2 separate regions of the Sus scrofa genome follow, and region 2 is linked to region 1. Evidence: chromatin contacts called from public HiChIP or PLAC-seq data. All regions are on one chromosome and are shown on one strand. Each heading gives the region's core, a stretch centred on a gene start, on an enhancer-like site or on the middle of the called end of the contact. The rest is flanking DNA. Distances are from core to core; before and after follow the strand shown. Region 1 holds the start of PRCD (progressive rod-cone degeneration protein). Region 2 holds the start of LOC100518330 (serotonin N-acetyltransferase).

Region 1 (4,237 bases), core at 400-2,899:
CCCTAGGCATGCAGGGAACCGGGTAGCTGGGGCCAGGGGCACGCACACACGCACGTCCCCACGTACACCCCCCAGGCCTGGACAGGGGACAGCGGCCGTGTCCTTAGCAACACCCTCCCTCCCCCGCCCCAGACTCTTGAGTCTTACCTGCCTGAGGGTTGGAGGTCTGTTTCCAAACCGCTGCCCGAGACTGCCCCATCTACTCCACTGGACTCTCTGCGGGAGGGAAAGAGGCAGGCAGGGCTGTGGGCAGCGCCCGGACCCCCGCCCCCTCTCCTGCTTCTCTGCGAGACCTAAGCCTAAGCCACGTTGGGCTGTGGGACCAGAGGTTGTGCCCCGTGTCTTTGAAGAGCTCCAAGCGCCCCCTCCTTGGAAGGGGAGACTCTCGGGGGTGCCCCTTGTACTCCCAGCCTCCCGGGAGTCCATGCAGCCCCTGACCCCTGCAGTCCGCAGCTCGGCTATAACCCAGCCCAGCGGTTTCTCCCCCGCCCCAGCCCACGGCCCAGCCAGGTTCTCACGGTTGGACCCGGTTGGCGAATCGGCGGCGCCAGAGCATGGCCAAGGTGCTGAGCAGGAAGAGGGTGGTGCACATGGCTCAGCTGCCCCATCCCCTCTGAGACCCAGGCGCAGAAGAAGGCCAAGATGGCCCCTGCCAGCTCTCACGAGCCACTGCCTTTGTCCCGAGGTTCCTGCTGGCGATGGATTAGGAGGCTCAAGCTGATTAGCAGGGTCAGCAGACCCGACCTTGTGAAGACCGATTAACCTCACTGGGCCCAGGTTTTCCCCCGGCAGTGGGCAGCGGCAGGGTATCTTGACCTCAGTCTGCTCTGGGTGGGGATATGACTAAGCCCTGGGCTTGGCCCTCAAGGGGCTTGCGGTCTAGACAAACGCCCTGGCAAGTTAAACCGATGAGCACAACTGGGAGATCTAGGCGGTTAAGGCGCCTACAGAGCACTCTGGGAGTCGTGAGCATCAGGGGAAGCTTCAGAGAGAAGCCGGGTTGTTCTGAGTTTGCAGGGGCTCAAGGAAGGATGGGCCCGCGGACAGAAGACTCTGCCGGGGCTGTAGGCATGAAAGCGCCTGGCATGTTGCAGCAACTGGAAGTTGAGTATTGGTGGGGCAATGACGTCATGGGGGGGGGAGGAGAATATAGATGATGAAGCCAGGAAGACAGGAGAGGCCAGGGAGTGAAGGGCTGGCTAAGTGGTTCACTCCTGACCCCAGGACAATCTTTTCCACACACTTCTGATTACACGTCCTCTTCAGCAAAGGGCAGAATGTAAGTGTAATAGATACACACATCCACTTATAAATTATATGCTCTGTTACCGTGCAGACACAGTCCTCTACCAGCGACACCCATAGAACTTGTAAAGGATGAGATAAAAGCAAGCAGAAATAAGATTTCTCCTACTTCCTGTCCACTTCTGGGTGGAACCTCTCAGGGAGCTGTTTGGAAGGCCATGGTGCTGGCTCTGAGCCCGTCAGAGGAGTTGAGTGGGGGGACCCAGCACAGTGTCCTGGTCCAGGTGACGTGCAGAGCACAGATCAAAAGCCAGGACGTGGCGGAGTTCCCATTGTGGTGCAATGGAAATGAATCCAACTAGGAACCACTAGATTGTGGGTTCCATCCCTGGCCTTGCTCGTGGGTTAAGGATCTGGCGTTGCCGTGAGCGGTGGTGTAGGTCACAGACACGGCTCAGATCCTGCATTGCTGTGGCTGTGCTGTAGGCCAGCAACTGTACCCTAGCCTGGGAACTTCCATGTGCCAAGAGTGTGGTCCAAAAAAGCAAAAAAAAAAAAAAAGCCAGGACATGGGTCTGAGACTAGTGAAAGAAGCTGAGCCCACCAACCCTCCTCAATCCCTCTCTAAGACCCCAGAAGGGGGCACTGGATTTTCCCTCTCTCAGCTGAGCTCTGAGCCACAAGAGGCCTCTTGCCCTGGGTTCCAGTAAAGGACCTGAACGCTGGGCTCCAGCGAGGCCCGAGCTGGGGCTGTGCCAGGGCTCTCTGTTCTGACATAGGGTATTTTTTCTCGTCACGCTTGTGGCATAGGGGAGTTCGAGGGCCAGGGATCAAACCTGTGCCACAGCAGCACCCCAAGCTGCTGCAATGACCACACCAGATCCTTAACCCACAGCGCCACAAGAAAACTCCTGAAATAGGTTTTTTAAAATAGGCACATAAAGCAGAGCCAAAGAGGAGCCACCACCTCTTGCACTACTGGAGCAGTGGACACAGAGCTGGAAAGGGCAGGATCACCAGGGAGCCTTGGGGAGAACTGGACACACCCCGCATGCGTGGTCACGTGTTTCAGCCGCTTGCAGCCGCCGCTGTGGGCCTCAGGCTTCAACTGGGACTCAGAGGTGGGACCCGGCCATACCGGGACTGAGCAGCTGCTTGCAGGGTGGGGACTGGGTGGCTCTCAGAGACGCAGTCCCCACCTCTAGTCTAATGGTGGTCCCACCTCCCGGAGAAGAGCAATTCTGTGGTGGACACGGGATTCCATCCACAGAACCCTTCCCTAATCGGGGCCTTGCTGGCTACGATGTCTCCAGCGGCCTGGGCCTCCCGAGACTTCTTCACACCGCTCCCCCCCAACCCAGGTTTGGGGTGCCTGGGACTTTGCTCCGCCTGGGCTGGTATTAGGGGCCACTCGCCCCCTGCTTTGGGCCTGCCTGTGTCATTTACAAGCCACCCGGGGCCTTCTTTCTGAGGCCACGTGCTGCTCCGAGGGGAAGGAGCGCTGGCGGGAAGGAAAGGGGGGGCGCAGGCCTCTGGTGATCAAGTTTGACAGCCGCCCCCTCCTCATCCCCGCGGCGGTGTTTTCCTCTAGGGTTCTTCCTCTAACCCCTCCGGAGTCTGGGGTCCGGAGCCCGGGCGAGAGCGCCGCGGACCCCAGCGGCTGGCCCGGGAGAGGCCGGGAGCGAGGGGGAGCTCAGCTCGGGTCGCGGGCGGGCGGGCGGGCGGCCACGCCGCAAATGCCTGGCAGTGTTTGACTTCGAGTCAGTTCCCCGCCGCGGGAAGGGTGCTCACACGCACACGCCCCGACACCGCCCGTCTGGGGAGCGGGGACCGGGGCCCCCAGACCCGCACCCGCCGCGGCGCACTCCTGCGTGGCCAGCGCGGCCCTGCGCCGCGTGACCGCCCCCTCCTGCCGAGACCCCCGGCCCCCTCGCCACGCCCACGCCCCAGCCCCACCCGGCGGTCCAACTCCGCGGTGGCGAGGAGGGCGGGCGGGTGCCCGCCGCGTCGCCCCCACCCCGCCCAGCCTTCACCTTGCCGGAACTGGCTCGCGGACGCGGGCTGGAGGGGTTGGAGCGGATTTATTTTTTTTCGCATTTTTCCAGCAGACCACATCCCCGCCCCCCGCTCGCGGTCCCCCGCCCCCTGCACATATACCCTGCACAGACACACACACACAGACACACACACACACACACACACACACACACACACACACACAGAGCCGGCGCGCACAGACACGCTCCCTCCCTCCGGCGCGCTCTGCCACTCGCCCGCCCGCCCGCCGCGCACGCAGCCGGCCCCGGCTCCCCGCGCTCCGCGCTCCGCGCCCCGCGCCCCGCCGCCGCCGAGCGAAGCCGGGCTGGGCTTGGAGCTGCTCATGGAGAAAGTGCCGGGCGAGATGGAGATTGAGCGCAGGGAGCGGAGCGAGGAGCTGTCCGAGGCGGAGAGGAAGGCGGTGCAGGCGACGTGGGCCCGGCTCTATGCCAACTGCGAGGACGTGGGGGTGGCCATCCTGGTGAGGTAGGTGTCACCCCGGCTCGGCCGGGCCCGAGGACGGACGGCGGCAGCGGCTCGGGCAGAGGCGGGCTCGGCTCGGGTCCGAGCTGCGGCGCCACCTCCCCTGCTGCGATTGGGGCCCGGCCGGTCGGCCAGTCGGAGTGCGGGCAGCGGCGTGGGGCGCCTTGGGGTGGGCGAAGCCCCGGCCGAGGCTTTCCTAGCTCTGGGTGAGGGGCTCCGCAGGAACTAGGGACCAGAGCCAGAAGGAGGGCACCTCCATGCGTCTCCTCTTGCGACCTCACAACTCCGGCTCTGCCGGCCAGCCGTGCCTTCCTCACCAGTGACCCCAGCCCCCCAACCGAGCCGAGGTGGACACACATTTACCAGCCTCTCCAATGGGGGTGTTGGGGGCTCCCCATTCTAGAGACAGGAACACTGAGGCTCCACCAAGAAGGACAAAGAGGAGCAAACCCTTTCTCCAGCTCAGCCCCCT
Region 2 (4,174 bases), core at 43-2,542, 71 kb after region 1:
GGACATCGGGATCCCTTCCTCCAAGCTGTCTGGAGCCACCCTATCAGGAGGGGCGCAGTCACAGCAGCCAGATACCCGCACCTGTCTCGGATCCCTCTTCTTCCCAACCAGGAAGCCCCTCGGCTTGCCTGACTCCCTAAGGTTGCGAATTCCCCTCCCCTGGGGCTCTGTTACTTTGGTTCCGTCCCAAGCCTGGCCCGCTCCTTCTCTCACCGCCCCCAACTTCAGGATGTGAGCTTCTTTACCTGCTGCCAAGGAAACACTCTGGATTTTACCCCAAGCCCAGGCTTTTGCTGTCTGTGCCCAGGGTGCCTGTCCCCAGGAGTGGCCAGGTGCACCTACAGTTCTTATACTGACATGCTCCTGAAACACCTGAGATTTTTCTCACACTGCTGCCTTTCCTTTCGCTGCTATCCCATCCCAGTTCCCTGTCCGTGAACGTTGTAATGATTGTACCCCTGCAGCATGCCAGGGGCCAGAATATTCTACCCACCACTGGCGAGGGAGGTCCTCCTTAGCAGGCCAGGATCAGGGACAGACTCCATTATAGTCTGTTCCCTGGGACCACGGCCTGAGGCCAGAGGGCCACACTTTGTTGCTCCGTAGGGACAGTCATTGGCTGGACGAGGCATCTTCTTTCAGCCAAGAACCATCTCTGGGGAGGAACTGCAGCTGTGAGCCTCAGCAGGTGGGACGTGTTCCCTGGACCTAAAGGTGGACTTGGCCTGGGCACCACAGTGTGTCCACTGCATGCCCATCTCCTTCAAAGGCCTAGAAATGCCTGGAAAACAGCGATTTCACTGAACACGTGGTAACGCACTCGGTACCTAGAGCAAGAATCTATCAACTAGGTGTTGATTCTTCTGTTGAGGAAGGTGGCACTTAGCTCCTTGACTTCCTGTGGGTTTCTTTTGACGCCTCCTTTGCGTGGATAGGCTGACATCACTGCAGGGCTGACTGTGGCCCTGTCCCGTTTAGGGTTCAATACCTGCTTTGTTACACAGGCCATTTCCCCAGGAACTTTCCAGACCTTTCTAGAATGGAGGTGTCAAAAATGGGGAGAGACCGCCACCTCCTGGAGAAAGAAGGCACCTATGGCTTCCTGAGCATCTGGAGCCCCATCGTCCAGCAGAAAGATCCTGGGACCACCCCCCATTTGTGATTTTCAGTTTTCTAGTAGCCACAAGAAAAAAAAAAGCCAAAGGAAACAGGTGAACTTGACTTTAAAATAATATTGTATTTAACCCAATATATAGAAAGTATTTTCATTTCAACAAGTCATCAATATAAAAATTATTGGAGATATTGTATTTATTTATTTATTTATTTTGCCTTTGTAGAGCTCCACCTGCAGCACATGGAGCTTCCCAGGCTAGGGGTCGAATCGGAGCTGTAGCTGCTGGCCTTCGCAGGATCCAAGCCACATCTGCAACCTGCACCACAGCTCACAACGCCAGATCCTTAACCCACTGAGCAAGGCCAGGGATTGAACCCGCAACTTCATGGTTCCTAGTCACATTGGTTTCTGCTGAACCACGACAGGAACTCCTGGAGATATTTTATATTCTGTAGAAGCAACACCGAGTAGTTATGTTGTGAGCCACATGGGAAGTCCAAGAGATATTTTATATTCTGGTTTTTTTCTCCCCTTCCACTGAGTCTCCCAAACCAGTGCTTTTTTTTTTTTTTTTTTTTTTTTAATTTTAGGACCGCACCTGTGGCATATGGAAGTTCCAGGATAGGAGTTGAAACAGAGCTGCAGCTGCTGGCCTATATCACAGCCACAGCAACATGGGATCTAAGCCACATCTGTGACCTATGTCGCTGCTTTCAGCAACACTGGATCCTTAACCCACTGATCGAGGCTAGAGATGGAATCTGAATCCCTATGGACACTGTGTCAGGTTCTTAACCCACTGAGCCGCAATGGGAACTCCTTTTTGTTGTCATTGTTGTTGTCTTTTTAGGACCACACTTGAGGCCTACAGAAGTTCCCAGGCTAGGGGTCAAATCGGAGCTGCAGCTGCCGGCTACACCACAGCCACATCGACTGTGATCTGAGCTGCATCTGTGACCGATGCCACAGGTTGTAGCGATGCTGGACCCTTAATACACCAAGCGAGGCCGGAGACTGAACCCACAACCTCACAGACACTGTGTTGGGTTCCTAACCTGCTGAGCCACGACGGGAACTCCCAGTGTGTTTTTACACTTATAGCCCATGGCAGTTCAGACAAGCCACATTTCAAGTGCTCAAAAGTCACATGTTTTTGGGGGGCACTGCAGTGGGCAGCCCAGATCTAGAAACCGAAGGCTCATAGTGGGGGAGGAGGAGAGCACATGTGCGTGAGTGTGCAAGCGCAGAGGAGCAGGGCGAGAGTGGGTGTGTGTGTGCTGGGAGTGTGCCTGTGGGGGTGGGGTGTGTCTAGGACAAATGGAGAGCTGGGACTTGAGGAGGGACAGAGGAGTCCCAGGGACTGTTGGCACATCTGGGACCTTTGAGAGAGGTTAGCTCTCATTCAGTCATTCCACAGACATCTTTTGTGCACCTACCGTGGGTCAGACCTGTGCTGGACGTTGGTACCAACGTGCAAAGAAGATTTGGTCCCATAGGAGAGAAAGGCATGCAAACAAATGGTTGGAATAGAGGGAAATAAATTAATCAGACGGGTCTGACCAGGGAAGTGGGGAATAAGTGGGAGAAACGGGGCTTCCTCATGGATAAGAAGCGCCCCCTTGGGTATTCTAAGATGAAAAGGGGTTCTTTAGGTAAAATCTTGGGTTGAAGCAGAGGGAAAAAAAAATTCCAAGCAGACAGGGAAGCAAAGGCACAAAGGCACCAAAAAGTCGGGATCCTGGAGTGAGCAGCTCCGGGCACTGGGTGCAGAAGTGGTAGGTAGGTTGGAGGTGGGTGGAAGGAATGGGTTTGTGAAGGCCTCTCCCTGCCTCCGTCTCGTGTCCCGTGGAAAGCCACGGGAAAAAGCTCAGCGGTCAGATGATCATGCTTACATTTTCACTCTCCTGGGAACGAGGTGGCGAGGAAACGACAGGAATGTTTAGGGAAGAGACGGAGGTGAAGGAATGGCAGCAGCTAATGTTGATCAGGCTTGTACCTGGCACGGGCAGGTGCAAAACACCTTCTATTCATCATGTCAGTCAAATTGGCCACAGCCCTCTCAGGTAAGCACTGTTTTTTGTTTTGTGTGTGTGTGTGTGTTTTAATGGCCCCGCCTGCAGCATATGGAGGGTCCCAGGCTAGGGGTCGAATCCGAGCCGCAGCTGCCGACTTACACCACAGCCGCAGCAACGCCAGATCCCAGCTTTGTCTTCAATCCACATCACAGCCCACAGCAACACCGGATCCTTTAACCGACTGAGTGGGGCCAGGGATTGAACCCGCGTCCTCATGGTTACTAGTCGGATTCATTACTTCGGATCCACAACAGAACTCCTAAGTAAGTGCTGTTATTAGTCCCTTTTTACAGAAAGCAAACCAAGGCTCAGAGAAGTAAAATAACTTGCCCAAGGTCACAGAGTGAGTCGGGGGCAGCACAGGCTTCAAACCCACATTCATTTAACTGCAGAACCTCACCCTTCGCCACTGCTCCAGCTCCACCCTCTGACACCCCCGTGGAGCTGCTCCTGGCTGTTCCAGGTCTGGGAGTGTGTGAAAAGGGGGTAGATGGACTGTGACCTGGGCTTTGATGACTTGTGGGGCTCAGTGTTGAGGGCTGACTCCCAGGTGGCCAATTTGGTACCCAGGTGGGTGATGCTGCCGACCAGCTGGATGAAGGCTCTGGGAGAGAAGGAACAGGTGGGGGAGAAGATGTCTCTTTGCACCTGGGGCTGGCTGGTGCTGGCAGTGGCTGGCGAAGAGTGTGGCCTGGTTAGGTCATAGCGGCCCTACTGTGCTGCAGGCTGGTCTGGCGGATTTGCTATCCTTGGCGCCCCTGTATCCTCAGGAAGGAGGAAAGAAGGATGAGCCTGCCAATCTTCGGCTCTCACTCATGGCTCAACGTCTCCACTGTCGCCCCAGCACAAAGTTTTCGCCCAGTGGAGGGCCGTCCATCCTTGGGGTCGGGAGTGAGAATGGCCAAAGGCCAGCTGCTCTGAGGCCTGATTCTGACTCTACTCCAGGGTGACCTTGGGCAAGGTCCATAGTTGCTTCTCCCAG

What was found. HiChIP or PLAC-seq counts read pairs in DNA pulled down with a chosen protein or histone mark.
Region 2: an H3K27ac HiChIP or PLAC-seq map of skeletal muscle shows a contact between it and region 1. The contact joins the promoter of LOC100518330 here to the promoter of PRCD in region 1. A contact is called at or near these places in 11 of 47 Hi-C or Micro-C datasets (brain, embryonic fibroblasts, epiblast stem cells and 8 more) and 2 of 2 datasets of contacts at active chromatin or transcription factors (alveolar macrophages and skeletal muscle).

What each region holds. Positions count from the first base shown.
Region 1 is chr12:4,975,045-4,979,281 of Sscrofa11.1, forward strand. PRCD (progressive rod-cone degeneration protein) reads right to left here and starts at 1,650. Exons shown (of 5, transcript XM_013989871.2): 1 at 519-1,650; 2 at 148-216. The coding sequence starts at 592. It overlaps CYGB (cytoglobin), which reads left to right and starts at 2,201. Exons shown (of 4, transcript XM_021066574.1): 1 at 2,201-3,768. The coding sequence starts at 3,626.
Region 2 is chr12:5,046,334-5,050,507 of Sscrofa11.1, forward strand. It overlaps LOC100518330 (serotonin N-acetyltransferase), which reads right to left and starts at 1,293. Exons shown (of 3, transcript XM_005656910.3): 1 at 1-1,293.